7 separate regions of the Mus musculus genome follow, and regions 2, 3, 4, 5, 6 and 7 are each linked to region 1. A link is a contact called in public HiChIP or PLAC-seq, Micro-C and promoter capture Hi-C data. All regions are on one chromosome and are shown on one strand. Each heading gives the region's core, a stretch centred on a gene start, on an enhancer-like site or on the middle of the called end of the contact. The rest is flanking DNA. Distances are from core to core; before and after follow the strand shown.

Evidence for each region. Promoter capture Hi-C pulls out the DNA fragments that hold promoters and counts their contacts. Hi-C and Micro-C count contacts between places; a contact is called where the count stands out from the background. HiChIP or PLAC-seq counts read pairs in DNA pulled down with a chosen protein or histone mark.
Region 2: a promoter capture Hi-C map of liver shows a contact between it and region 1, with 2.8 times the contacts expected there. The contact joins the promoter of Zcchc7 here to the promoter of Anp32b in region 1. A contact is called at or near these places in 2 of 39 promoter capture datasets (the 3T3-L1 cell line and liver) and 1 of 9 other capture datasets (liver).
Region 3: a Micro-C map of embryonic stem cells shows a contact between it and region 1, with 5 times the contacts expected there. The contact joins the promoter of Nr4a3 here to the promoter of Anp32b in region 1. A contact is called at or near these places in 1 of 484 Hi-C or Micro-C datasets (embryonic stem cells) and 2 of 115 datasets of contacts at active chromatin or transcription factors (astrocytes and thymic regulatory T cells).
Region 4: a contact with region 1 is called in an H3K4me3 HiChIP or PLAC-seq map of embryonic stem cells, with 5 read pairs. The contact joins the promoter of Grhpr here to the promoter of Anp32b in region 1. A contact is called at or near these places in 1 of 39 promoter capture datasets (hippocampal neurons) and 1 of 115 datasets of contacts at active chromatin or transcription factors (embryonic stem cells).
Region 5: an H3K27ac HiChIP or PLAC-seq map of epiblast stem cells shows a contact between it and region 1, with 11 times the contacts expected there. The contact joins the promoter of Zbtb5 here to the promoter of Anp32b in region 1. A contact is called at or near these places in 12 of 39 promoter capture datasets (the 3T3-L1 cell line, 3T3-L1-derived adipocytes, the HPC-7 cell line and 6 more), 2 of 484 Hi-C or Micro-C datasets (CD4 T cells and embryonic stem cells), 4 of 115 datasets of contacts at active chromatin or transcription factors (astrocytes, double positive thymocytes, embryonic stem cells and 1 more) and 1 of 9 other capture datasets (adipose tissue).
Region 6: a promoter capture Hi-C map of liver shows a contact between it and region 1, with 4 times the contacts expected there. The contact joins the promoter of Fbxo10 here to the promoter of Anp32b in region 1. A contact is called at or near these places in 2 of 39 promoter capture datasets (hippocampal neurons and liver).
Region 7: a promoter capture Hi-C map of liver shows a contact between it and region 1, with 9 times the contacts expected there. The contact joins the promoter of Tomm5 here to the promoter of Anp32b in region 1. A contact is called at or near these places in 2 of 39 promoter capture datasets (liver and pre-B cells).

The regions. Positions count from the first base shown.
Region 1 is chr4:46,449,251-46,452,714 of GRCm38.p6, forward strand. Anp32b (acidic (leucine-rich) nuclear phosphoprotein 32 family, member B) reads left to right here and starts at 1,676. Exons shown (of 7, transcript NM_130889.3): 1 at 1,676-2,099. The coding sequence starts at 2,046.
Region 2 is chr4:44,754,757-44,758,220 of GRCm38.p6, forward strand. It overlaps Zcchc7 (zinc finger, CCHC domain containing 7), which reads left to right and starts at 1,803. Exons shown (of 9, transcript NM_138590.4): 1 at 1,803-1,936.
Region 3 is chr4:48,043,496-48,046,959 of GRCm38.p6, forward strand. It overlaps Nr4a3 (nuclear receptor subfamily 4, group A, member 3), which reads left to right and starts at 1,810. Exons shown (of 8, transcript NM_015743.3): 1 at 1,810-2,221.
Region 4 is chr4:44,979,650-44,983,113 of GRCm38.p6, forward strand. It overlaps Grhpr (glyoxylate reductase/hydroxypyruvate reductase), which reads left to right and starts at 1,745. Exons shown (of 9, transcript NM_080289.2): 1 at 1,745-1,885; 2 at 3,230-3,360. The coding sequence starts at 1,803.
Region 5 is chr4:45,010,661-45,014,124 of GRCm38.p6, forward strand. It overlaps Zbtb5 (zinc finger and BTB domain containing 5), which reads right to left and starts at 1,752. Exons shown (of 2, transcript NM_173399.3): 1 at 1,564-1,752. 1700055D18Rik (RIKEN cDNA 1700055D18 gene) reads left to right here and starts at 2,150. Exons shown (of 1, transcript NR_166789.1): 1 at 2,150-3,464.
Region 6 is chr4:45,082,809-45,086,272 of GRCm38.p6, forward strand. Fbxo10 (F-box protein 10) reads right to left here and starts at 1,796. Exons shown (of 11, transcript NM_001024142.1): 1 at 1,682-1,796.
Region 7 is chr4:45,106,275-45,109,738 of GRCm38.p6, forward strand. It overlaps Tomm5 (translocase of outer mitochondrial membrane 5), which reads right to left and starts at 1,839. Exons shown (of 2, transcript NM_001099675.1): 1 at 1,639-1,839. The coding sequence starts at 1,759.

The DNA.
Region 1 (3,464 bases), core at 426-2,925:
ATGCTGTGGCTGTGCTTATTAACTACTCTGTAGCTTAATCTTATTAAACATACATTCATCCTGTAGACTGTTTACCATGGGAAAGATAACAGTCTCAACATACTAGCTAGGATCAATCCCACCATCCTTGGGAGTTACCAGACTACTCCTCTCTCGCAGACCATACCTGCCACCAACAGCACATGACACCACCTGTGGGCTACCTGTTCTCATAGGGCCCTCAACTGTTTTCCATCCAGTGTACCAAAGTAAGAGTCCCCAACGGTGACTCACTCTAGACCAGGGTGGAGCAAAAATATGGCAGATTTGAACCAGACCTATAAAGCTTAACTTTGTTGGGCTACTGGTGATGATTAAACCTTAATTCCTCATTTTTTTTCAATTAAGATATCACCAACTTCATAGGGGTTGCCTGAAAGTTAAATGGGACATAACAGCGCAAGCTCTTAAAAGCCAATGCTCGGTGATTGATTATGGAAGCGCTTCAGTAGATTTTTTTTTTTTTTTTTTGAAAAGCTTTTTGCATAGCTCAGTGAAGCCTATCAGGTAATAGTTGGAGATCTTTTGTGACAAGGAGCACAGCACTCCCTTCCTTTCCCCACATTCTCCTGTCTTAGCCTTCCAGACTACCACGGAATTATGAGTGAATCTACACCTATAACTATTCACCTTTCCCCCATAACCTACACATCTTCTTTTCTCTTGAATTATTATTTCTGAATCTGATATATAATCATTTAAAAGTTTGGGCCTCTAAGGCAAAATGGGATGATAGGAAGAGGCTTCTTGCACTAAAATCTTAGGGTAATACCTAGATGATGTTTTTCTCCAGTAAACAGTAATCTTTAGTGCCTCTGGTTAATATCAGAGGTAGGCTCCTCATTTAACACAACGCCGTGTGCTTTAAATCCAGGGACCCTTAAAATTAGACTTTGACAAAGGCTGCCAACCCAGGACTCAACTTAATGGTGACCAAGAATGTATACATCTTCCACGGGTGCCCCAAGAGATAAAAGTCAGAAGGTGGGGACTGAGGCGTCATTAAAATTACTAATGGTTTCCTTCACTAGTGGCTCACATGTTTAAAAACAGTGTTTATGTATAGTTGTTTTCTGTCTCCTTGGCTAGTTTGTAGTTTAAGTACTGATAAAGTTCTAAAGTATATTAAATTTTTTATTTTTAAAAACAAACACGTGCCAAGGGGAAAGTTTCCTGAACTGGGGATGCTCAGATGCGGCGTGGCTTGGGCAAGAGGCTGGAGCTGCCTGCCCCTGCTGATGTTTTAGTACAACACGGCGGGGAAGCGAGCACAGCCTCACCAGGGTCCTCGATGGCACTTCTAACATCACTGGACCTAAAGGCAGCGAGGTCGGGCTATGGGCCTCAAAACTGGGAGGAACAGGGTGAACCCCAAAGCCACAGCCTCTGAGGGCGCCCGAAGGCTCAGGCGAAATTGGGTCCGGGAGAGCCCGGAAGAAGGCGCGAGGCTGAGCCTGCCCGTCGACCTCCAGGAGAGCGCGGGTGCCGGTGGGGGTGGGGGCGGGGGTCCCGGCACCGGAAGGTCTTACATCAGCCAGCCCACGTGCGACCCGAGGGCCAGGAGGCGCGCGCGACCCGGGAGGCGGCGCCGCAGTCCGGGCTGAGCTTAAGGCGGGTCCCGCCCCGCCCTCCGTGCGCCTCCCAAGTCCGCGCTGCAGCCCGGGCTCCCGAGCCGAGCGGCGCCGCGCAGGGCCGAGTGGAGCCGAGCAGCCGCCGCGTCGCGTCGCCGGTTTAAGCGCAGTGCGGGGCCTTGGCCGGGGGCGGCGGTAGTGAGGCCAGAGCCGCGCTCCAGCCCCCTTTTCCCTCCATGGTTTCTCTCCGCTCCCGCGAGTAACTTGGCTCCGGGGGCTCCGCTCGCCCGCACGCCCGCACGCCGCCCGGGGACCACGCCGCCGCCTCCTCCAGCCGCCTCCCTCCGACGGCCCTCGCCGCGCAGGCCGGGTCGCCTCTCCCCCCTCCGCCCCCGCCGCGGAAAGTTAAGTTTGGAGAGGGGGGACGAGGGGAACATGGATATGAAGAGGAGGATCCACCTGGAGCTGAGGAACCGGACCCCGGCAGCCGTAAGCAGAACCCCTCGGGCGCCCGCGCCCCCCGATGACTTGCAAGTAATGGTGGCCACCTGCGGGCCACCGGGCTCCGGCCGCGGCGCGGGGAAGGCGCTGCTCGCAGCTCGGACGGGGACAGGGAAGGCGGGCGGAAGGCGCGGAGGGGGGAGCGAGCGCGCGGGCTTTAACTCTTTGGCGCCCGCGGGCCCCCGCGGCCACGGGGAGGACGGCGGGTGGAGAAGCAAACTTTGAGCCGCTCGCCCGCCCGGTCCTCTCCCGGAGGGAGCGCTCGCGCGTGTGGCCGGCGGCGAGGGCGGGCGCGGGGGTTGTGTAACGCTGGGAGCCATGTTTGCAGCCTCCCGGGATGCGCGGCCGGGCGGAGGCCGGGCCTGCCGAGGCGCCGCGCCGCCGCCAGGCCCGCCGCGGGGCCGGGCCGGGTTCCATGCGCCCCGCGGCCGACAGGGCCTCGCCGCCGAGGAGGGTGTTCGGGTCCCTGAGGGGGGCGCGGAGCCCCCCTCGGGCGCGGCCTGGCGCGGAACGGGGGAGGGGCGGGCCTGGCGGCGGAGGTGGCGCAACCGCCGCCCCTCCCGAGGCCAAGTTTGAAAAAAGGATGCGCTTCCCGCCATTTTTTCAAGCCTAAAAAAATCCAACTTTGCCCCTCCTTTGCCCGGCTCGCCTTCGCCCTCGGCCTTGCCCACGCGGGCTCCCCGGGCCAGCCGGCCCGGCACCGTCACCGCCGCGGTGGCTTCGCCCTCCCCCGCGCCGCCGCCCGGGGCCTTGCCCGAGAGGGAGGCCGGCCCCTCGGTGTGGGCGGCCGGCGGCTCCGCGCGCCAGCCGGGGCGCGCCACAGCGCCATGTTGGCGGGCGCCGTCTTCCTCCGCCGGGTGAGCCGGCCGCCCTCGCGCTGCCTGTCGGTCCCCGGGCTGCCCCCGCCCCGCGGGGCTCGTCTCCGCGCGCACTGGAAGCGCGGCGCTCGGCCACCGCCGCCTCGTCCCCTCGCGGGCGCCCTCCCCCTTCTTAAAAGGGCAACGGTGGCCGACGCGGGGCTGGGGCGGCCTGGGCCCCGCACGTGCTCCACGCGGCGGCCTCTGCGGCCGGCTGTGCGCAGGCCGCGGGCCCGACGCCGCTCTCGTGCGCTGCGGCGCGCGTGGGCTCGACCCTGGGCCCACGAGGTCGAGCGGGACAGGCGGCCTGGGCTGGCGCCCTCAGGTGACTATGGCTAACAAGTTGGGAACTTGTGGCGGTGGCGTGCCCGAGGCTTTGTGTTTGGAAAGGCCTGCCACAGGCCTTGAGGTCGGCCCCGCAGAAGTGTGGGGCGGTCCCTGAGGACTGATTGGGTGGTGTCCCTGTTCCCGGGGCCCTGAACATTTCACCGGCACG
Region 2 (3,464 bases), core at 553-3,052, 1.7 Mb before region 1:
GGTGGGTACTTAGCTCATGCCAAGGCATATTCCTGAGTAATTATGCCATGCAACAGATCTGGTATAAAAGAGGTTTCCTGGGGGAAGGGAGAGGACTGAGGACCTGGGACAGGGTAGGAAAGGGTATAGAGGCAGGCAGGGGCCACGAGGGCAAGAGGTAGGGGGACCTCTGAGGACAGACGGGGGAGAGGGAACTCTGAAAACAGAGAGGGGGGAGGGGAAAAAAGAAAAAGGAGAGGACATATGAGATTATGGAACACACAGAGAGCCGGGTGGCCAGCAGTCCTTTTATAGGTCCTCTAATCCCTTGCTCGGTCCCTGGGAGGAGTCTAGTGAAATCACCTGTAAGCTAACAATATACTAAGAGGAGTTATTATGGCCCTTGATTAAAAATTCAGTCTTTTAATACACACATACACACACACAAACACACACACAGCATTCCTTTGGCACATATTCCCTGAACTGTCCAAACATGTGACCTACTTCTATACCACTTTTTCTATCCCCCAAATAGGTTTTTCAATTTTGCCTTTTTATAGTGTCTTGTCCCTTTCTTTCCTAGCACATAACCATAATGCTAATCGAATTTTGTAATTATTTTCAAACTCCTAATACTGTAACAAGACCTTAAAATTCTTCTACTTTATCTGGACTTTCTAGAACAGCCTGACATTTTCCTGAAACTCTTCCCCCAACCCCCCTATAATTTAGTTTAAGTAAATATAAGCTTAGTTTTCTAATAACGTAGAAGGCTGACAGCTTGGCTCTAATATGTTCAATAAATGTTGGCAAAAAGATTTAAAATCAAACTCATCTATCAGGGATGTTGTCAGTACCTAATTCGGTATTTGTAAAGTTGCTTAGATGAACTTATGTTTGTTTGTGTTTGACTGTGACAAGGTCTTAAGTAGCTCAGGCTATCTTTGACTGCTCCACGTTGCTAAGGATGAACTTGAATTCCTTATTTTCCTTTTTCCACCTCCTCTGTACTAGGCTGCTTATGTGGTGGAACTTAAAAATGAACCCAGGGCCTTCTATGCGGTAAGCAAGCACTTTACCAACTGGGTTACACGTCCAACCTCATAATTAAAGTTTTTTTGTTTTTTTGTTTTTTCTTAAAGGTGTGACCAAGGGAACCAATGCTGGAGGCCGTGAACACCGTCTCCTAGTACCAGAAAGAACAGCATTTACTCCGTGTTGCAGGAGTGCAGCTCTTCACGGTTCACAAACAGTTAACAAGGCGGAAGCACCTCCGAGTGCACTTTACAACCTAAGGTGAGAAAAGCCGTGCGGTCACTATTCCCACTAGCGGAAAAACCAAAACCCAAACCAGACACTCTCAAAAATGCCTCTTCCCGCGCTGGCATTATCAAGGTCCCTCTCCGAAGTCACCTACTAACCCTAAATCCCCTACTAACTCTGACCTCCACCCGGAAAAGGGGCCGATTTGCTCTGCGCCACGTGTTACTACGAGGGCGTCACCCAGAGCTAGAAAAGAGACAGCCCCTGCCGACCGGACCAAGGTATCATGGGAATTGTAGTTTTCTTTCCAACACGGGAGTAAGTGAACTCGCACTTACTTTTGCCCTTCAAGTAGCTTCTATTTAGTATAACTCATAAGATAAAAATATGCACCATAATTTTTTCAGCCGAGATTTCTTTTCGAAAGGAAGGATGAAGAAAAAAAGAACAAAACCAAACACAAAGTTTATAGGCGGAGAAAACAAAGGGTTAATAAGCGTTACGCATGCGCTCGGAGGACTCGCGGGTTGGGCGGAAGGACAGCTCCCAAGAGCTCTGTTTTCCCCGGAAGTACCTTCTCCTCCCTGGAGTCCGCGCGGACGCGGCTTCCTTACCTCATTTGTCCTCGCCCCTCCCCGTTCCTCTACGCGTTTCGGTTCCTGGTTGGTGCTTCCTGGTCGCGGCCGCGGCAGTGAGTATGTGTGTGACGGACCCCGAGCTGTCCCGCGGCCGGGGGACCCCTTCCCCTCTCCGCCTCGCCCGCGGAGCTGTGGAACTAATGCGTGCCCCTCTCTGGCCTTCCCCTCCCGGTCCTTCGGGGCTCAGCGCAGTGCAGCGCAGCAAATGGCCTCTCAGCTCCGTGCCGCCCCACGCGGCTCAGTGACCGGGCTGGGGTTTGGCGGCCCGAGACCAGGGCTTGGGCAAGGCTGGGCGGCGATGGCCTTGACGGGCACGTCTTCTCTGTCGGCGTTACTCCACCGCCTCCCACGGTTCACCCGTCCTGGGGAGGTGGGCCAGTCCCGAAATGTGGAGGTCTCCCTTCGCTGAGGGGAACCTGGCCCTCAAGGATGCGTCCAGTCGGGGGCCACCTTAAGCTGGTGCTGTCAAGTAGCCGCTTCACGAGTAGACACAAAGAATCTGGGAACTATGCCCCATTCCTTATATAAAACCAGGGTATCCTAAGATGATCCTCTGCCCCCGCGCCCGCACACCCTAACAGCAGACAGTTGTAGTCAATTTTACTGTGGGGAAATCGAGGTTGGGAGTTGGCAGCCCCCAGTTCCAGCCATCACTGATTAGCTGCCGACGCTCAGAATACCTTTAGGTCGAGTTTACTGTGATTTCAAGTCTCAGGGTTGAATGAAGGAAACTTTTTTTTTTTTTTTTTTTTTTTTTTTTTGAGACAGGGTTTCTCTGTATAGTCTTGGCTGTCCTGGAACTCACTTTGTAGACCAGGCTGGCCTCGAACTCAGAAATTCGCCTACCTCTGCCTCCAGAGTGCTGGGATTAAAGGGGTGAGCCACCACGCCCGGCAGAAGGAAACTTTTAAGGGCCTTTTTTAGCCCATTGGATAATTTTTTTCCTGAGCCTGTTTTTCCCAAGTATAAAATCACCCTTAATTTAATGACTAGGCTCCCTTCAAAAGCTCTCGACTTGGTGTTGAACATTTAGACCTTAAATTGCAGCGTGTGTATTTAAGACGGTGTTGTGCTTTAGGGACAGTTAATTATTGTCATTTAGTCAGAGGATGGGGAATGATCTGAGGGAAGAATTGGAAGTGAAAATTGTATGAAAACTACACGATTAACAGTGCATGGGACAAATAGGAGAAGCACTGTTTCCAGCAGAGTCCAAAGAGTAGTTAGAAGTTAACATCAGTAAATTTAGCATGCATTTCTGACATGGAGACAAGCCCATTGTTTCTCTCTTTGATGGTCCCATTTGGATTCCTTACCTCCTTTGATTGGAAGTGACAGTAACATTTGAAAAAGGGGCAGACATTTTAACTTTTGTAATTGGTTTTGTTTCTGCCTTCACTGAATCTCAGTAGCACACTGAGATTCTTGTAAGTTATAAACCTAAGTGGAGAATAAACTATTAGTCATTTTATCCATTGACAACTGTGGATTTAAAAATTCAGCCCTCAAGGTGGGGTCCAGCCCCAGGTAGAACACTGGCTTAGCATGTCCAGGCCCCTGGATATAGTCCCCAGCACCATC
Region 3 (3,464 bases), core at 560-3,059, 1.6 Mb after region 1:
CAGGTCCTGCTCCCCCAACCCCCAGCCTTTGAATGGATTCAATGTAGGAGCGCCCTCCTTCCTTCTGGGCTAGGATGGGAACGCACCCGCAGCCAGGGGGCTCGGTTCCTCTGGACTGGGACAACTTTCGGAGCGTCCGCTCACGGTCTTAAGCACACCAGCCGGCTAAAGTGAAAGTGGAGGCGTAGACAGAGAGACACACTATGCATGTGTTGTTTTGTTTTTCGAGTTTCTGGTCCTAGTTCGAACCTTCTTAGATTCTGAAGCATGTGCTATGACTAGGGGATCCTATTCCCCCAACTTTGCCACCCACACGCTCAATTGTTGGGGCAGATCAAAAGAAAATGCCACTTGAGATTCTAGCAGACCACTGGAGACCGCGTCTGTCTGTGTTGTTTCATTCTAACGTCTTCGTAAAAAAAAATTTTTTTTTCTGAAAGAGGTTACTTTCAGTTAGCAGCAACCTTTGGAACTAAGAGTTCTTAACTCAAACATGTTTTGTTTTGTTTTGTTTTGTTTTTGTTATTTGTTTTGTTTTGTTCTCAGCAAGAAAGTGACACCCTAAATTTTTTTCCAGGAAAAAATCGCTGTCCCTTATACAGTCGCCCAGACTTTCTACATACTTGGAAGACAAATGTACCTCCCCCCCCCCGCCCCCCGCCCCAGGAGACCATAGTTAAGATCCCCTAGAGACAACCTAATGAATCCTGTTGACTGATTTTGAATATTTCATTTGAGAGGTGGAAGGGGAGGCATCTACAACCCTCAAATGCGAGTTGAGTTCCATGTCTGACCCGGTGCTGGGGAGTAGAGGAACAGTCAGACTCACTCAGCTGTTCAACACGTGTGGTGTGTTTGTTTTATATATAGTTTCTCGTGCAGCGCGCGCGTGGCTGGATGTGCACTTCTTTGGATTATAAAGCGTCCAGTCAAGAACCTCACACCATAAGTAAAAAGAAATAAAATCTTGTCCCTGGAACTGTCTGCATCCTAGGGTGAAACACTAACAGCATGACAGGAGGAAGAGGCAAATTAGCCTAGGCGCAGAGGGCCAGAGGGACGTAAACAGCCTTAGAACCATTGCATGAGGGAAGCACAGCTGCACCTCTGGGAGTCTTCGGCCTGGTGCCAGACTCCTTCAGCTGCGACTGCCAGGTCACTCGGAGAAGCTGGCTGGCGTAGCCTTCCCTTTCGGAAGAGCTGTCCTCTCTCTTACCCCCTGGACCTGGCTAGATGCCTCGGGGCAGCCTCGGAGGCGAGCCAGCAGCACTCCTCCAACTCTGCTCCACCCGGAGCCTGACAGCTGGGCGGTCCCGCCTGACCCGCGGGCGGGCTGCGGCACCCTCTGGTAGACCGGCGCCCTGGCAAGCGGCTCCCGTGCAGAGGGGTTGGCCGCGCGAATCTGAGAAGCCTCAGGGCTGGGGTCCGCAGCTCCCCGTGGTTTCCATTGTGCGGCCGTGAGAATGGCCGGAGGACGCGCGCACGCGCGCGCGCACACACACACACACACACACACACACACACACACACACCCTCGCACACGCGGAACCGGCTGGGCCAGGGGAGGGAGGAGGAGGGTGACGTAGCGTCCCATGTCGTCACATTGACGTCTCGCATTCCAGGCACTCTATGGAGAGGCTGCTAGGGCTCCTGTGGCATAAATGACGTGCCGAGAGAGCGAGCGAACGCGCAGCCGGGAGAGCCGAGTCTCCTGCCTCCCGCCCCCCACCCCTCCAGCGCCTGCTCCTCCTCCGCTCCCCATACACAGACACGCTCACACCCGCTCCTTCACTTGCACACACAGACAGACACACGCGCGCTCACACGCTCCGCACACACACTCCACTCTCTCCCGCGCGCTCACACCCCTCTCACCCGGCTCCCTCGCCAGTGTCGCGCCGCGCCGCGCCGCAGCCGGACGCCCCTCCAGGGCTCACTTTGCAACGCTGACAGAGCCCGCAGTGTCCGTGGAGGTGGGAAACGTGGCGACATCCTACCCCCTGGTCGCAGCCGGAGACTGGATGCCTGCGGAACCTCTCGGCGGCGCTCTCCCATGAGTTGGGATCGCAGCATCCCCCGCCAGCCGCTCACCGCCTCTGGGAGCCGCTGGGTTTGTGCACCGCAGCCCTTCCGGGACAGCAGCTGTGACTCTCCCCCAATCCAGATTTCGGGGTCGCTCTCTAGAAACTCGCTCTAAAGACGGAACCGCCACAGCACCCAAGTACGTACGATATGCCCAGTTAATGTGGGGACTTGCTTAAAAGTTGGCGCGCTGGGAAGTGTCGCTCCTGAAATTGACAACTTTTAATATGGGGTGGCCCCCTCCCGCCGCCTCCCCTTTCAGGTTTTCTCGCCCAGCTACCGGTGGGTTCCAAGCTGAAACTTTTCCCTTGTAGCTGGCCCTCAGGGACTCTGAAGCTTGTGAGATTCCTCTCCCCACCCAAAGAGGCTAAAAGCCTCTAACAAAGAGGAGGACCTGGATTTGTGCTGTAGCTGCTCCAGCGTCGTAATTCAGGGTATTTCGGCTCTAGTTGTCATGGTAATGATGCTCTCGGCGGCGGCGGCGGCGGCGGCAGCGGCTGCCGCTGAGGCAGAGTTGGAGCCCCGGTGATGAACGGCAGTAATTTTCCTGCCTTTTAAGTGGAATTGGAAATAGGGACTCTGGTGGGTCCGAGTTAATGTGTCTAATGGTGAAACGGAGCTGGTTGTCTGGGAGAAAGCTTAGGAGGGCCAGTGCCTGGGCAGCAGCGGCCGGAGTTTGCAGAGGCTCTGGAGGAGCTCAGCAAAGAGGGTGTAATTGTAGGAATGCGGCTTATTGTATTGAAATGAGCCCCGGGCTCCACTAGGCACGTCTGCCTGGCGTCGCCGACTTGCTGGTTTACACTTTTCCCCATGGAGGTAATCGGGTGTAATTGCCGACTCTCGCGCCCCGACACGCGTGGGGACCAGGTCCCTCTTCTCCAGGCCTTGGCTGGTGTGGGAAAGGCTTGTGTTACTTTTCAATGAGCTTTCGGAGAAGTTGCTCCGAGTGTTTTCTTCTTAGTAGAAAGGAAAGTTCTCGATGGTGAAAAGGGGAGCCGAGCAGCGGAGCGCAGCCGGCGGAGACTGGCTTTCAAAGGCACCTCTCGAACCTGTTGGAGGCTTCCGGCAGTCATGCGGGAGCTCATGAGCATTGGTCCCTTGATTTCCAAGAACGTTCTTGGAGCTGGCCTTTTGTTTATGTGCCCGGCTTCTCCCGAGGGAAGAGCCGCGGGGACTGTGGTCAATAGTGCTCTGGAGCTGCTTATCCTAGGGCCTGGGAGGGCTGGGAGAGAGGTTACAGGGTTCGGTTCGGCCATTCCTCCGCTGTTCCAATTCTGGAGCTCCTTTGCCAACAATCGGGAAATGTTTCTTATAGAACCAAGTTGGAGAAAGAAAAGCTGCCCAACGCGCATACTGAACACAATGAATGAAATTACTTTATT
Region 4 (3,464 bases), core at 495-2,994, 1.5 Mb before region 1:
TCTTTGGCTTCAGCCTCTGAAGTGGAGGGCAGGCTGTAGGCCCTTTGGCTGGCTCTGTGGTCTCTTTTCACATTCTTTCCAACCTATAGTACCCTCTGAATGTCAGCTGACGATTTGCCTTGAGGGAGCGACCCACACGGCCCCTGTTGACATGTGTGTCCAGTGCCCTACTGTCCTTGCCTGTCCTGGGTATGTGGAGAGAGCTGAGCCGAGCCCAGCAGGCCTGGCCTGGGGACACGAAAACACCTTGTGTCAATGTTTGACAAATTTCAGGACCTTTCCTTTCCCCTCAGTGACCTAGCAAACGGGTCAGTAGGGGAGACATTAATGTATTACTTAGGACGGGAAGGGTTGTGCAAAGCCTTGGCCTGGACCCAGATAGGAACAGGAAGTGTGCTAGGTACATGTAATTCCGGCAAGTTCAAGGCCATCTCCTGCTAGCTGGAGGCTGGTGGGGACTATGTGTTTCAAATAAATAAATAAATAAATAAATAAACATCCCAAATGGCCCAGTTGACATCTGTCAACACTGCGTGTGTGTTGTACTAGAGTCCTCATGGGTCCCCATAAAATCAGTGAAGAGTACACTGTGTTGTCCTTGGCGCCCTTCCAGACCAGAGACCAAGTCACTGAGCAGCCCTTGGACTGAAGTGAGGTTGCAGAGCTGAAGGACAGGCCTGGGGCCCTGAGCTAGTCCTAAACCGCCTTCAGGATCTGCATCATTTGCCGTAAAGTCTGGGCTGGCCTTGAACAGTCCTGCCTCTACCTCTTGAATGCCGGATTATAAGCATAATCGCCATGCCTGCCTTAGTCTCTATTATAAGCACAGTACATACTTCATCTCTCAACAAGCCAAGGCAAGCATTACTACAATCCCCATGGGACAGATAAGGAAGACATGGAGGCACACAACGTTTAATAATTGCTCACGGTGGTGAATCGGGCATTTAGCCCCAGGCATCTGGGCATTGCAGCTTGAGCTCTGCCACCCTCAGGCTAAGCACCCCTGTTCAGTAGTGAAAACAACCTTCAAAGGAAATGCTAACCTCACGATGTGCCTGAAGAAACAGGGGTGGGAATGCAGATTAGGGTTAAAGGTCAAACAACTGGAAAGGGTTAAAGCCAAGATCCAGACTCAGTCCCATCTACCTGCAAACCCTGGATCTACCCGTGGCTCAGCATACCTGGTCCCTGCTTGCTCAGGAACTGCTTCCAGACAGTTAGCACTTGTGTCTAGCTCGCCTGGGTGGCCCGTGATGGGCTAAAATATCATCACAATTGTAAAGTCCCAGTAAGGAATCATTCTAAGTATTAAAGCTATAATGTCTGGACTCAGACCCTCTCCCTCAGTCTCCTCCCTCAGCATGCAGGTCAGGCTCGGCTTAGAATTCCGTGTGTTTAACCAGAAGCCTCTGGGATAGTTTGGCTAAGATAGGCCTCACAGGGCTTTCTCCTTTGCCAATACCGACAGCATAGTCAGAGAGGTCTCTCTCACAGGTCCCTCCTCATAATGCCCCTCACTCCAGGCTCCTAGTGGTGTTTGACAGTCTCGAGGCCATGTTACTCTTGAAAGCACACACACCAAAGAAGGCTCTCCAAGTCCTACACTCAACCCACACTAACACAGAGCCTCTATCCGGGACACTTGGTCTCCAAAGCTACAGCCACAGCTATACCAGACCATAGAGGTCCCGGGCTCGGCCCCGCCCCCAGCGCCGGCCCCGCCCCTAACGCCGGCCCCGCCCACACTTCCGTCGTCTCCTGCAAGGCCAGCCTGGTACGTGTTTGCTGCTGCGGGTCTTATGAAACCGGCGCGACTCATGAAGGTGTTCGTCACTGGCCCGTTGCCTGCCGAGGGCAGGGCTGCGCTCGCCCAGGCCGCAGAGTAAGCGCCCGCGTCGGTACGGGGGCTGCAGCCGTGCCCCTGGCACGCTGTCCTGTCCACCTAACCTCAAACACCCCTGCACCCATGGAGACACGCCGCTAGGGCTTCCAGAGCTGTCCCAGGGCTGGGGGCCACCTCTCAAGAGCCGGGTGCCTGGCAGGCAGGCGAAGCGGAGCCAGGACCCGAGAGGGTGGCTCTGGCGCATGGGGACTTTGCTCAGGTGTTGCCAGCTGTGTCCCCAAGGGGCTGGCTTGGAGTTTGGGGCCGTAGTTCTCCGGGAGGCAGCTTGCTCCGGGCCCCAGGCTATTGGTCTCCATGTTTCAGTGAAGTGAGATTGCCTATGGGGCAAGGTGCAGGCTGTGAATTTTACCCACTGAGGGTTAGCTGGCAGGCAGAAGTAGTGTTCAGGGACTATGACAGTCATTGGCTTGCCTCCTTGGATACTCGATGGGGCCATTTGATGACTGTTCTCTTCCTATTGAACCTTGTTTAGTGGGTAGCCTTGCCAGGAGCTGTGAACACAGACTGTGAAGTCAGCTTTAGAATTTCTGCATCACTTGAAAACAGTCTGGATGGGCTTGTTGTACCTTGCCCTGGGGTCACTCAGCTCCAGGTGGCAGGCCTGGCCCTTATGCTTAGTCCTCATCCGCTGCAGGCGGGTCACTTTGTCCTGCCGGCTTTGTGTTACCATGCCAGTTTGGGAGGAGGTGAGAGTGCTCGGCAGTCAGTTTTTGTTTGTTTGTTTCCTGATTTTTTTTTTTCAAGACAGGATTTCTCTGTGTAGCAGCCCTGCCTGTCCGGGAACTGGCTTTGTAGATCAGGCTGCCCTTGAACTTATAGAGATCCGTCTGCCTCTGCGTTTTGAATGCTGGGATTAAATTCTGATGGTTTGGGGACTGTGACTTGTTTCGAAATTTTTTCTAGCACAGTACAGTTTTTCCCAAGGACTTGTTTTGTTGGTACTTTTGGTGCTGAGGAGCAGAGACAGATGGACCTGGGGACCTGCCAGCCACTGTCCAGTGTCTCCTGTGTGCACACACCTGGACTGCTCTGAGTGCAACGGAAGGGTTTGGAGGAGCACCTCACATTTGAGGCTACTAAGGAAGCACACTCAAGTGCTCCCGTGACCAGAGGAGCCTTCAGCTCTTGTCAGTGTTCCCCACTTTGGCAGCACTTCACCCCCTCCTCAACTACACTCCAGACAGTTCTGAGGCTCCCCACGAATGACCTTAACAAAGGCTAGCCTAAGGCCATAGCAGGTGGAAGGCCATGTTTGCTAGCTGTGCATGCTGTAGGACCTCGGAGGCTCCCTGCATCCTTTGAGTGGCTGCCTTTTGCTTCCAGCTGTGAGGTGGAACAGTGGAATTCGGATGACCCCATCCCCAGAAAGGATCTGGAGCAAGGTGTGGTGGGGGCCCATGGCTTGCTCTGCCGCCTCTCTGACCGTGTGGACAAGAAACTTCTGGATGCCGCAGGTATGTCCTGAGTCAGCCTGAGCAAAGTTCTGAGGTCGGGGGAGGGTCTTATCAGGGCAAGCACTTCAGCTCTCTGCAGCCGGCCTTTGAGCTGATCTGATGTA
Region 5 (3,464 bases), core at 502-3,001, 1.4 Mb before region 1:
TCTCTTCTGAACACACTGACCCTTAAAATTAGGGAAACACCCCTTCTTTAAAATGCTTTTCCCCAAAATCTCATTACTCATCAATTCAGCAGAATTCTGCTGGAAACACATCTAGAATAAAAAACGGCCAGCACCCCAGCAGACAAAAAAAAAGTTTTGTTTTCACCCAACTTTTAGGGAAGGGGGAAAAAAAAGCAAATCTTCCGAAAACAGACTTCTCACAAAGTCCTACTTCCATTTACTTAGCAAAACCCCAGTGCCCAGAATGAGCCCTCGATCTATTGACCTTACCTGGCGGGTCACCAAGGCTGCAGCAGAGGCCAGCTCTGTCTCTCCTCTTCCCAAGCTCGCTGAGATTTCCAGAAGGGTTAAAGTGGCCTTCCTTTAGCTTGCAAGCTTTTCTCTTAACACTCTCTTTTGCCCATCTCCTTTCCCCTACCCAGTAAGCCTTTAGCTTACTGCCAACCACGAGACTTTTCAGAAAATGAAAGCAAAAATCTCTAGCAAACTAACGAAGTGCCCGGTCCACTTTTTAAAACCATATAAAGTACACATGTCATACAAAGACAAATCACGAACGAGTAAGGCACAGTATTCCCTTCAATCTCTAAAAACCTAAATGTATGTAAATTCAACTCAGCAGTACAAGAACATATTTTGGAAATGTTTTTCTTTCAGTCCTTGAAAATTGCGAATTTTATTAATTTTAATTACCTAGACTCAGATCACGCTACTAAGGTAATCAAGAGTCTTTGACCCAAAAATTTTCCTCCAAAAATAAAAATAACCAAAATGTGGTTCCTACAGTGTTCGCCACGATGCTCGGACGCAGACTGACCATAGTAAGTGGCACTTTAGAAAAACAAAACAAAGCAGAAACCCTTAAACCGCTCCCTTATTTCTACTGTTGTTTATGTGCTAAGCAGTCGGTCCTCCAGGGGAAGATGGGACCGCTGTCTCTTACCACCGCACCCCACAGCTCCTCGCACGAAGCCTGGAAGAAGTGGCCATTCAATAAATGCCTACTAAACACTTTTGTCTAACAAGTTGGGGCATTCCCAAACGCTGACTCCACCCCTGTCGTCGGCCGCTGGCTCCCGAATCCAGACAGCTTATGGCCTTGCTCTGATGAAACGAAACCTCATCGCTCAGGAGGACCCAGGGCAGGATCAAGAGAGCCACTCGCCTCCATCCCGCAGGGCAGCCGCTCCTCGGCTCATCCCGCTAGGATGCAGATCCCGAGCGCGGGTTCCCACAGCATCCCGAGAGGCTCCATGTCCAGCAGCAGATCTGCAGGGCACTAGTCCCTGCCCACCCCGCACCGACAGCCGGGCGTCGGGACACAGGGGACGCCTGCGCACAAGAACTGAGCTACCACCCTCCTGGCCCCACCGAGGCGAAGGGTAACAATACCCCTCAGCAGTAAGACAGGGTGGACAGGCGGCCCCGGAACGGCTGCGCGCTCCCCGATGCCTCGGCGCGCTCCCGGTGCACAACCGCCTGCACGTGAGCGCGCCCCGCGCGCGCGCGCCCAGGCCACTCTAGCTGATAGGGTCGCCTCACCTGAGCCGGGCTCCGCCCCCCTTCTCCTCGCAGGAGGAGGCGGTGGCCCTCCTCCGCTCGGACCGACCCTGAGGAAGGAGGCGGGAAGGTCCAGACTGGCTTCCCCGGCTGTGACTTCCGCCCGCCCCGCCCCTCGCTCCCGGCTCCTTCAGCCCGTTCGCGCGGTTCTTTGAGGACCCGGCGGAGGCCTACAGTAAACGGATGTGAGGTACCCATGTCACCGCCTCCACAGGCCTCCAATGGCCAATCATCAGGAGGGCGGGGCCACAGTAGGAGTGACGTTCTGAAAATCTGACCAATCCGCCATCCCAGGACCCCGGCTGTGTTTACTACCACAGCATCCGTGAGCGCTCTGACCAATCACAATTTGCCTTACAGCCCGTAAAACTGTTCTCAAAGATCTTTGAAGGCGGGACTTATCACTTAGCAACACCAGGTTTGGCCTGTAGAAAAGCTATTTTATGTCACGCCCAATCAGAACTCAGCATGAATAAGGAAAGCTAGTGTTTTCCGTCTACTTGAGCCAATCGCAATGACTACTGCCAGCCCTGAGTCCCTCCATTGGCTCGCGCTGACTGTGACCTGGAGTCTGAAGGACAGGTGACTTCCTCTCGCTGTGAGCTGGAGATTACTTCTAACTTGTAGGTTTGAGAAAAGATGTAAACGGAACCCCAAGAAGCCGAGTGAGACGAATGGCGAGCTTCACAATGAGTAGGAAATGCCGTCGGTCTAATGGTGGTTGGGTGGATCGTCGCCCGCATCGCGTCTCAGTTGCCCAGACGTCCAGCATAGCAACGGGAGGGTCGGAACTCAGTCCGACGTGTGCCCACCAAGCCATCAACTCCAGAATCAAGTTTACAGTCGCCACCACCTTAAAACTTCAGGGCTCAGCCCTCTTATCAATGCCGCAAAAGAGTCTGCTGGACCGGGTGGGAAAGAGGAAGGCCCGGCTGCCGCCTTGGCCTCTTGCGGTATACCACCGAGCAGTAAAATCAAGATTATGTGTTCTAGATAGCTTTCCTGTTACTTTGATAAAACTGAACAAAGCAGTTTGGAAGAGGAAGTGTTTACTGGGCTTATCACCATGGTTTCGGAAAGTCCTGGGAAGAATTCAAACAAACCGTAGACTAAAGCTACCTCCTGGCTTGGGCTCAGCTGTCCTTGTGCTCAGTTCACGCCTGCGTGAGAATGGACAGGCCACAAGGGATGAGCCCTACTAAGTCAATTAATAAGCAAGCAATCCCTTTTCCCAAGTGAAGGATAGTATAAAATTCTTAGTTGGTTCACAAGCTAATAGGGTTTCCTAGGGCTTCATCCATCCTTAGTTTGCACCAGTTCCCAACCCCAATAAACCCATATAAAAACCACACAATCCAGTTATAAATATAAGCTATGTACCTAGACTGGACAGCTCTAGCACTGTGCTAACTTATTCCCCAGCTGCGAGACCCTTTGCTATTTGCAGTTTCTCCTGGCCACGTGGTTCTGCTCCTCCTCTTCTTCAGTCCTCTCCCCTTCCCTTCTCCTCTCTACCTGTCCCTACTCTCCAAGACCTCCCACCTCTCCCCTCCCCTGCCCAATTACAGGCCTCAGCCTTTATTGACCAGTTAAAATGGGGAAGAGGATGCCCTCAATACCCTCCCCTTTCCCTCATCCCAGTTTCCTTTCCAGATTAACCCTTTAGCTCCTGACATTCTCTCCCTTTTCTACCATCCACTCCCACTACAAAATGTTTTTTAAGAGAGCATACAGAGCCGAATACAGTAGAATAATAATTACACAAAAATAGAACCTGGTGTGGTAGCTCACACATTTTATCCCAGTACTGGGAGGCAGAAGCAGATGGACCACTATGAGTTTGAGTTTGAGACCAGCCTGGTCTACACAATGTGTTACAGACC
Region 6 (3,464 bases), core at 546-3,045, 1.4 Mb before region 1:
CTACCGGTGCCATCATGTAAACGTAATTCCCCTGATAACCATGGAAACCAAAATGAAGGCACCGTGTTGAGGGCTGCTCTCTTTAGATATCTAAAAACAATAAGAGGCCAGAGACCAGAGAGACAAAGAAATCCAGGCATTCCAAGCCAGAGGAAATCCTTTCCTAAAAGCTCTGACAAAGTGTGCCATTTTCTCCCGTCTCCAAATCTCAGCAAGCTTCCACCAGGACTGGAGACCTGACAGGGATCATGAAACAATTCAAGCCTCTCCTGTGTGCTGGTCTCCTGGGGCCAGATGCTATGAGGCCAGCTCTCTGGGAGCTGAAAGCTTATTGTTATCATAAAACATACCGCAAACCAGCAGAGGGGCACAGACACACACAGACATGGACTCACGTGAGCACACGCGCGCGCGCACACACACACACACACACCTGTGTGTGCACATACAGACTTTTATATAACTAACATAGCTAGCTATGCAAACAGCTCCATGGGGGCAGACACCATTGTCTGGATCTTGTTGCCAGAATAAACGAACAGTTGAGTTAGAACATAGGCAAGCTCAAGCATTCTTTCTACTACCCAAGGCCAACAGTGTTGATGGCTGAGCAAAATCAAAGTCCTGGCCTCGTTCTTGGTCTAGCTTCTCTGTGTGCAGGAGACGGCTGGATTCCATGGGCTCCTAGGCATCTTCCAGTAGACAGTCAATCACCCTACTGTATTTTTTTTTTTTTTTTTTTTTTTTTTGTGATAGCACATGCCTGACAGTTTTCTTTCCCCTCAGAGGGAATCTGATACCCATCTGCTCAAGTAAATTAGCGTTCCCATCCTGCCTGACTCATTCGGTAGGAACAACAGGTTCACATGCCAATATGAAACAGAAGGCAAAGGGGGCCTGGGAAAGGGGAGAGGGCTCCTCAGCCAAAACGACACATTTTTCAGAATCACATTCACAGAGGACGGTGTGCTTACTGCGAGAAAGACGTCTATCATGGACTCCTAGATTGCTATTTTAACAATGCTCACACGGAGAGTGCTCTCTAAGGAGTCCTCAACGTTTCCTGCTTAATCCTCACAGCAACCTCGGGCCGAAGAATTCATCTCTACTTTTATTTATTTATTTTTTTTTTCCATTTTTTATTAGGTATTTAGCTCATTTACATCATCTCTACTTTTAACAGAAGCACCACCGACGTGGCTCAAGGTTGCCTGGCTAGTGGGTGGTGGATGGAACTAACACCAACTCCGGAGTTCTGGCTCTCCAAACGGCTCTGCCATCAGTGCAGGAGGGAGGCCGGGCAGGGGGTCGTCCCCTCTTCCTTCAAAGATTTGCGGAAACCGAGTCTCCGCGACTTGTTAAAACCAGACCCACTGGGTGCGCGACTGCACGCTCTCTCCTGCATCCCAGGTGAAGGCTAGCAAACCGCAAAATCGCATTCATTCTCTCAGACACTTGCAAAGCCCTGGGGCTGGAGGCGACCGCGGGTGGGTCCGGGGTGGGGGCGGACGGGGGCACAGCTCTCCCGGAGCTCCGGCAGCCGAGGCCCCCCACCTCCCGCAGTGCCCCCAGGCCCGGTCCCCGCACCCCAGCCAAACGCTGGGCCCACGGAGGGACCGAGCGGCCGGTGAGCCTGGAGCATCCGCGGGCTCCCGAGAAGCCTCCTTCCTGCGCCTCTTACCTCAGGGAGCGGCGCTGCCCGGCCGCGGCCGCGACGCCCTGGAAGCCGCAGGGCTGCCGGAGGACTGCGGCGCTCGGCCACAGCGGGGTCCGACTTCGCCGCGAGCCCCGCCCCCGGTGGCTGTCACGTGACGCGGGTGTAGGGCTGGCCTGCGAGCGCGCGCGGCCGTGAGACTGGAAGGAGGGCGGGGCGAGCGGGGCTCGGCGATGGAGGGCGAGCGTGGCCTCCGAAGGGGTGGGAACAGCATCGTGGGCGGGAACTGCCGGAGGCTCCTAGGGGCCTGGAAGCGGGCGGATCCTTCCCATCACCACTATAGCCTAACAGCACCCTGGGCTCCGTGCATATGAGCACATAGGAGCTGGAGTCACCCTGAGCCCAGCTAGAAGTCAGGAAGGACTTGGGGCCATGGGTGGGTTGTGTGGAAAACGTTTGGCACAACGCAAATGATGTGTGTAGTACCTGTTGCACCAACTACTAGTTATGGGCCCAAGAGAACAAAGCGGTGGTGGCTCCTGTTCTGAAATCCACTCTGTGGCGGAGAGGATAAACCGGAAAAGCTGTTTAAGTCCATATGTATTTAAAATTATATGAAGTACATGAAAAGAGCTCTTTGGTTGAAAACTAGGGTTTGAGGAATGTGATGACCTCATGAGAGTAGCTATGTGAAAGAGGCCAGAGAAAGCTCCTGCGCTGAGGGAGACAAGACGACTCCTAAGAAAAAATATTTTTTTTGTAGATTTTTTTTACTTTTATGCGTATTTTATGCACCTGATTTATGTGCACACAGGGGGCCCTGGAAGCCAGAAGAGGGAGCCGGAGCCCTTGGAACTTGAATATAGACAGTTGTGAGCCACCAAGTGGATCCTTTGCAAGAGCAATAAACCTCCTGACTAGTAAGCTGTCTCTCCAACCCTGTATCCCACCATCCCGAGGTCTTAGATAAAAGGGTATTAGAGGTCATCAGTATTTCATAAGCCATGATAAAGGAAGCCATTGAAGGGGGAGAATGCAGGTGTTCGATACTCTGTGCTGAGAAGACAAGAGAAGTAGAGACTGGCCTGAAGTACTGGAAGTGGATATGGGGGCACACACACGGATCTGAGACAGTTTTGCAGTAAAGTCAAATTTGGGGGGGGTGTTGTTTTATGCAGTGGTTAAGGCAAATTCAGGGTCTTGCACATGCTGAGCAAGTGCTACCCCCCTGTACCCCCTGTACCCCCCTACATCCCAGCCTTCAACGATTCATTTGTTTAAACCCCAAACAAAACACCTAGACCCAAACCCAACAATTGAATGCTGACCGAGAGCTGTTCAGCAAGCACACAGATGTAGTGGAAAGGCCATGCTTAGACGTCGCTTACGTTTGGCAAACCGATCGCACGTCTAATCCTTTGAAAAGTGGCCCATTGTATGAAACCAGCAGGCTGAATATGAATTTCAATACCCAATTAAAAGCCTGAGTTCCTGGATTTGTGCTATCAAACATTATTGTTTGTGTTGGCATTTCTCTAAAAAGGTTAGGACATTCAAAGGACAACAATGGGGCCCGTCTAACACAGCATGCTGTCTGTCTTCTTCATCTGTCCAAAGGTGCCACGGGGGCGGGGGGATTTTATTTCTTGTATAAACATTTAAACGTCAAGACAGTGGCGTTTTATTTAAGATTTACTTATTTTTATTTTATGCGTAAGTGTGCTTTGGCTACATGCATGTCTGTGCACAAGAACAGTATTTGTAAGCGACTGGTTGCTCCTCTCTTCTTACCCTCATCTGTCTGGCGCAG
Region 7 (3,464 bases), core at 589-3,088, 1.3 Mb before region 1:
AAGAGGAATCAAATGGGCATTAGGCTTCATTACCAATGCTGGGAGAACAGGGGCTAGGAGGTGTGTGTGTGTGTGTGTGTGTGTGTGTGTGTGTGTGTGTAAGGCAAGCAGAGGAACAGACACCTACTCTGGTTTCTCTATGACTCTGTCACCTATGCCCTTCAGATCACACCAGTTACTGTGCTGATGTGATAAATGATGTGCACAGAGCTGTCTGGAATACCCAAGTGGCGTTGCTGAGATAGAGATGACTCAGCAGTTCAGAGTGTCTGCGGTCAATCAGGAGGACCTGAGTTCAGATCCCAGCAGCCCAGCCATCCAGCCATCCCTGGCAGCTTACAATTAATGGCCAGCTTGACTCCAGTTCCAGGGATTCCAACGCCCCCTTCTGGACTGCAGGCACGTGGTTCACATATAGACAAGCAGAAAAACACATAACAAAAGTCTCTTGTTTCAAGACAGATTTCTCTGTGTAACCGCCCTGTCTGTCCTGGAACTCCATTTGCAGACCAGGCTGGTCTTTAAAAAAAAAAAAAAAAAAAAAAATCATTGAGATCCACCTACCTCTGCCTTCTGAGTGCTGGGATTAAAAGTGTGTGCTACCATGCCCGGTTCTAAATAAAAATCATTAAATAGAATAAATCAGTGCACTAAGCTAACATTTCCTTGAGAGCTCTTGCCTATAAGAGAAGGATGGGAAAGCTAAAGTTTAAAGGGTAAGCAGGATGTTTTGGGTGCTTCCATTTCCCCCAAGATGTCCTGTCCTGGAGGAGCCAGCAATACAGAGAGTACAGCAAAAGAGGCACCCAAATGAGGGAGGCCTTAACTCCAGTCTTCTAAAAATGTTGGTATGTTCTTCAATTATTTGAATCGCTCCTGCCTCTCCCTGCCCAGAAGACTCCCACAGGCAAGCAAGCACTGGACAATAGGAAGAAGTGGTACAGGTGTGGAGGTCAGAGTACAACTTCTGGAAACTGGTTCTCTCCTGCCACCACGTGTGGATCCGGCTCAGGCAACTCAGTGAGCCACCTAGCCAGCCCCTGACTTTTAAATTGACAGTATGGCTTTAACCTTGAGTATGTGTCCTATGAACTCAAGCTCTCACTTGGGGTGAGGTGGCACAGATCAAGCAACTTTTGTTAATGTTGAGATCAAACGCTTCAGAGATTCTCCAAGAAAAACCAATTATTTACTTCACCCTCTGTACAAACAAACATAAAGAAAGCTAATCTCTTGTACTTCAAAGGCAAGCAGAGAGAGAAAGCGCCTGCTACCTTATTAAGAGCTCAGCCGGAATTGTATTCGTTCTCTGAACGGCCAAATGACCTTGGGTCAGCCACCTTCCGGGGACCGTTTCTAGGTTTGCAAAACGAGGGTATTGCTCCGAGGATAACACGTGGGAGCTTCTTAAGCACAAACGTTGGGCGAGCAAAGGTGACTTAACCACGCGTCCTCCGCCACCACGTGCACTGGGCACATCCCCAGGACCCGCAGACCCCCAGAGTGTGCGCAGTTGGGCAGTCCTGGACGTGCAAGCACCCCACTCTCCCCAGGATGCTCAGCTCAAGGCCCCACGACCGCGTGCAGGGTTGGGTGTGGACGCGTGGCCTCACGGTCACAGCCCAGAAGGACACTCACTGACTCGCAGCAGGGCCACGTAGATGAGGAAGTTCCGAATGGAGGAGACCACATCCTCACGCATCTTCCGCTTCATCTCCTCCGGGTCCAACTTGGGCGCGAGACCCTCGATCCGGAACATTGCGGCGGCTCTGCCTCCAAAGCTTGCGAGAGCAGCAGCTTGCTCTCCTCCAGTGGCCGCCCTGCACCCGGAACTTAGCCAGGCTCCACTTCCTGTCCCACCCCTTGTTTCTGTCCTGTGACGGGAACCTGTGAGGGGAAAATTTCATCCTGTCTTCTTGTGTCTGAAGCAAAGAGACCTGAAGGGGGCGGCCGCCGCCTTAAGTCTCTGAGCCTTGGGTGGATCTGGACTGTGTTTTGGTCCCTAGCCGGGAGAGTGCCACCTGTAAAGTTGTTTTATGCTGTAAAGTAGGGAGGTGTGTGCAAAAATATCATTATAAATAATAATAACATTTATGAAGAATCTAAGACAGTACTTCGTGAAATGCACATTTTAGTCTGTCCTTCCTAGGTTTGAAATTTAAAACAACTTAGTTGGGAATGAAGTTCGTTTGCCAAATCGTTTTCTTAGGATGCATGAAGCCCTGGATAGTGTTGCTGTTGTGATAAACACCACCAAAATAACTTAGGAAGGAAAGTGTTTCACCTAACCTGTTAACGTTATCCAGGGAGGCCAGCACTGGAGTTCAAGCTGGAACCTAGAGGAGGGAACTGAAACCAAGCGGAGACGTTGTCTTTACTGGCTAGCTGGCCTCAACCAGCTAACTTACTTTTATTGGTTAGGACCACCTGCCGGGTGGCATTGCCCACAGTGGGCTAAGCCTTCCTCCATCAACTAGTAGTCACACAATGACCCTCAAATTCACCAATAGGACAATCTGGTGGAGGCAATTCCTCAATTGAGGTTTTCGCTTCCTAGGTGTCAAGTTGACAAAAACTAGCCAGCACAGTGCTGCACACACCTGTGTTCCCAGCACTGGGCTGCTGGAAAAAAGGGGTCAAGAGTTGAAGGTCAGGGCAGTGCTGGCTCAAGCACTTGGGAGACACAGGCAGGCAGATCTTTGAGTTCAAGGCCAGCCAGGTCTACAGAGTGAGTTCCAGGACAGCCAGGGTGACACAGAAAAATCCTGTCTCCAGACAAACAAACGAATGAGTTCAAGGTCAAGGTGGAAACAGTGTCTCACACCTGTAATTTCAGCCCTCAGAAGACAGAGGCAAAAGAATTACTGCAAGGTTAGGGGCAGCCTGGGTTACAAAGTAATTACAAGGACAATCTGAAACAAACAAACAATCCCAAGATAAACAAACACAAACAAAAAACAGAGGTCAAGGTTATCACCCTCAGCTAGTGAGCTCAGACTGCTAGTGTCCCAGACACTGAAATTCTAACATTTCCCACATTTTTTTTCTGTACACTCATTTTTTGGAGGTAACTGATCTTTAAATATTCTAATGAAGATCTTGGACTACAGCAAGTATGAGCCCAGATCAAAACTGATCAACACTGGACAGATGAGAGAAAATCAAGTTAGAGTTTTCAGACATGAATGGGACAACTGAATTTTTCACATAATCCAATATCAGAACGTCTCTTTTTGCAGGCACACTGTATAACAACAATGAATTTGGGGTTAAATAAGAATAATACTTGAGGGCTGGTGAGATGGCTCAGTGGGTAAGAGCACCCGACTGCTCTTCTGAAGATCGGGAGTTCAAATCCCAGCAACCACATGGTGGCTCACAACCATCCATAAGGAGATCTGACTCCCTCTTCTGGAGTGTCTGAAGACAGCTACAATGTACTTACATATAATAAATAAATAAAT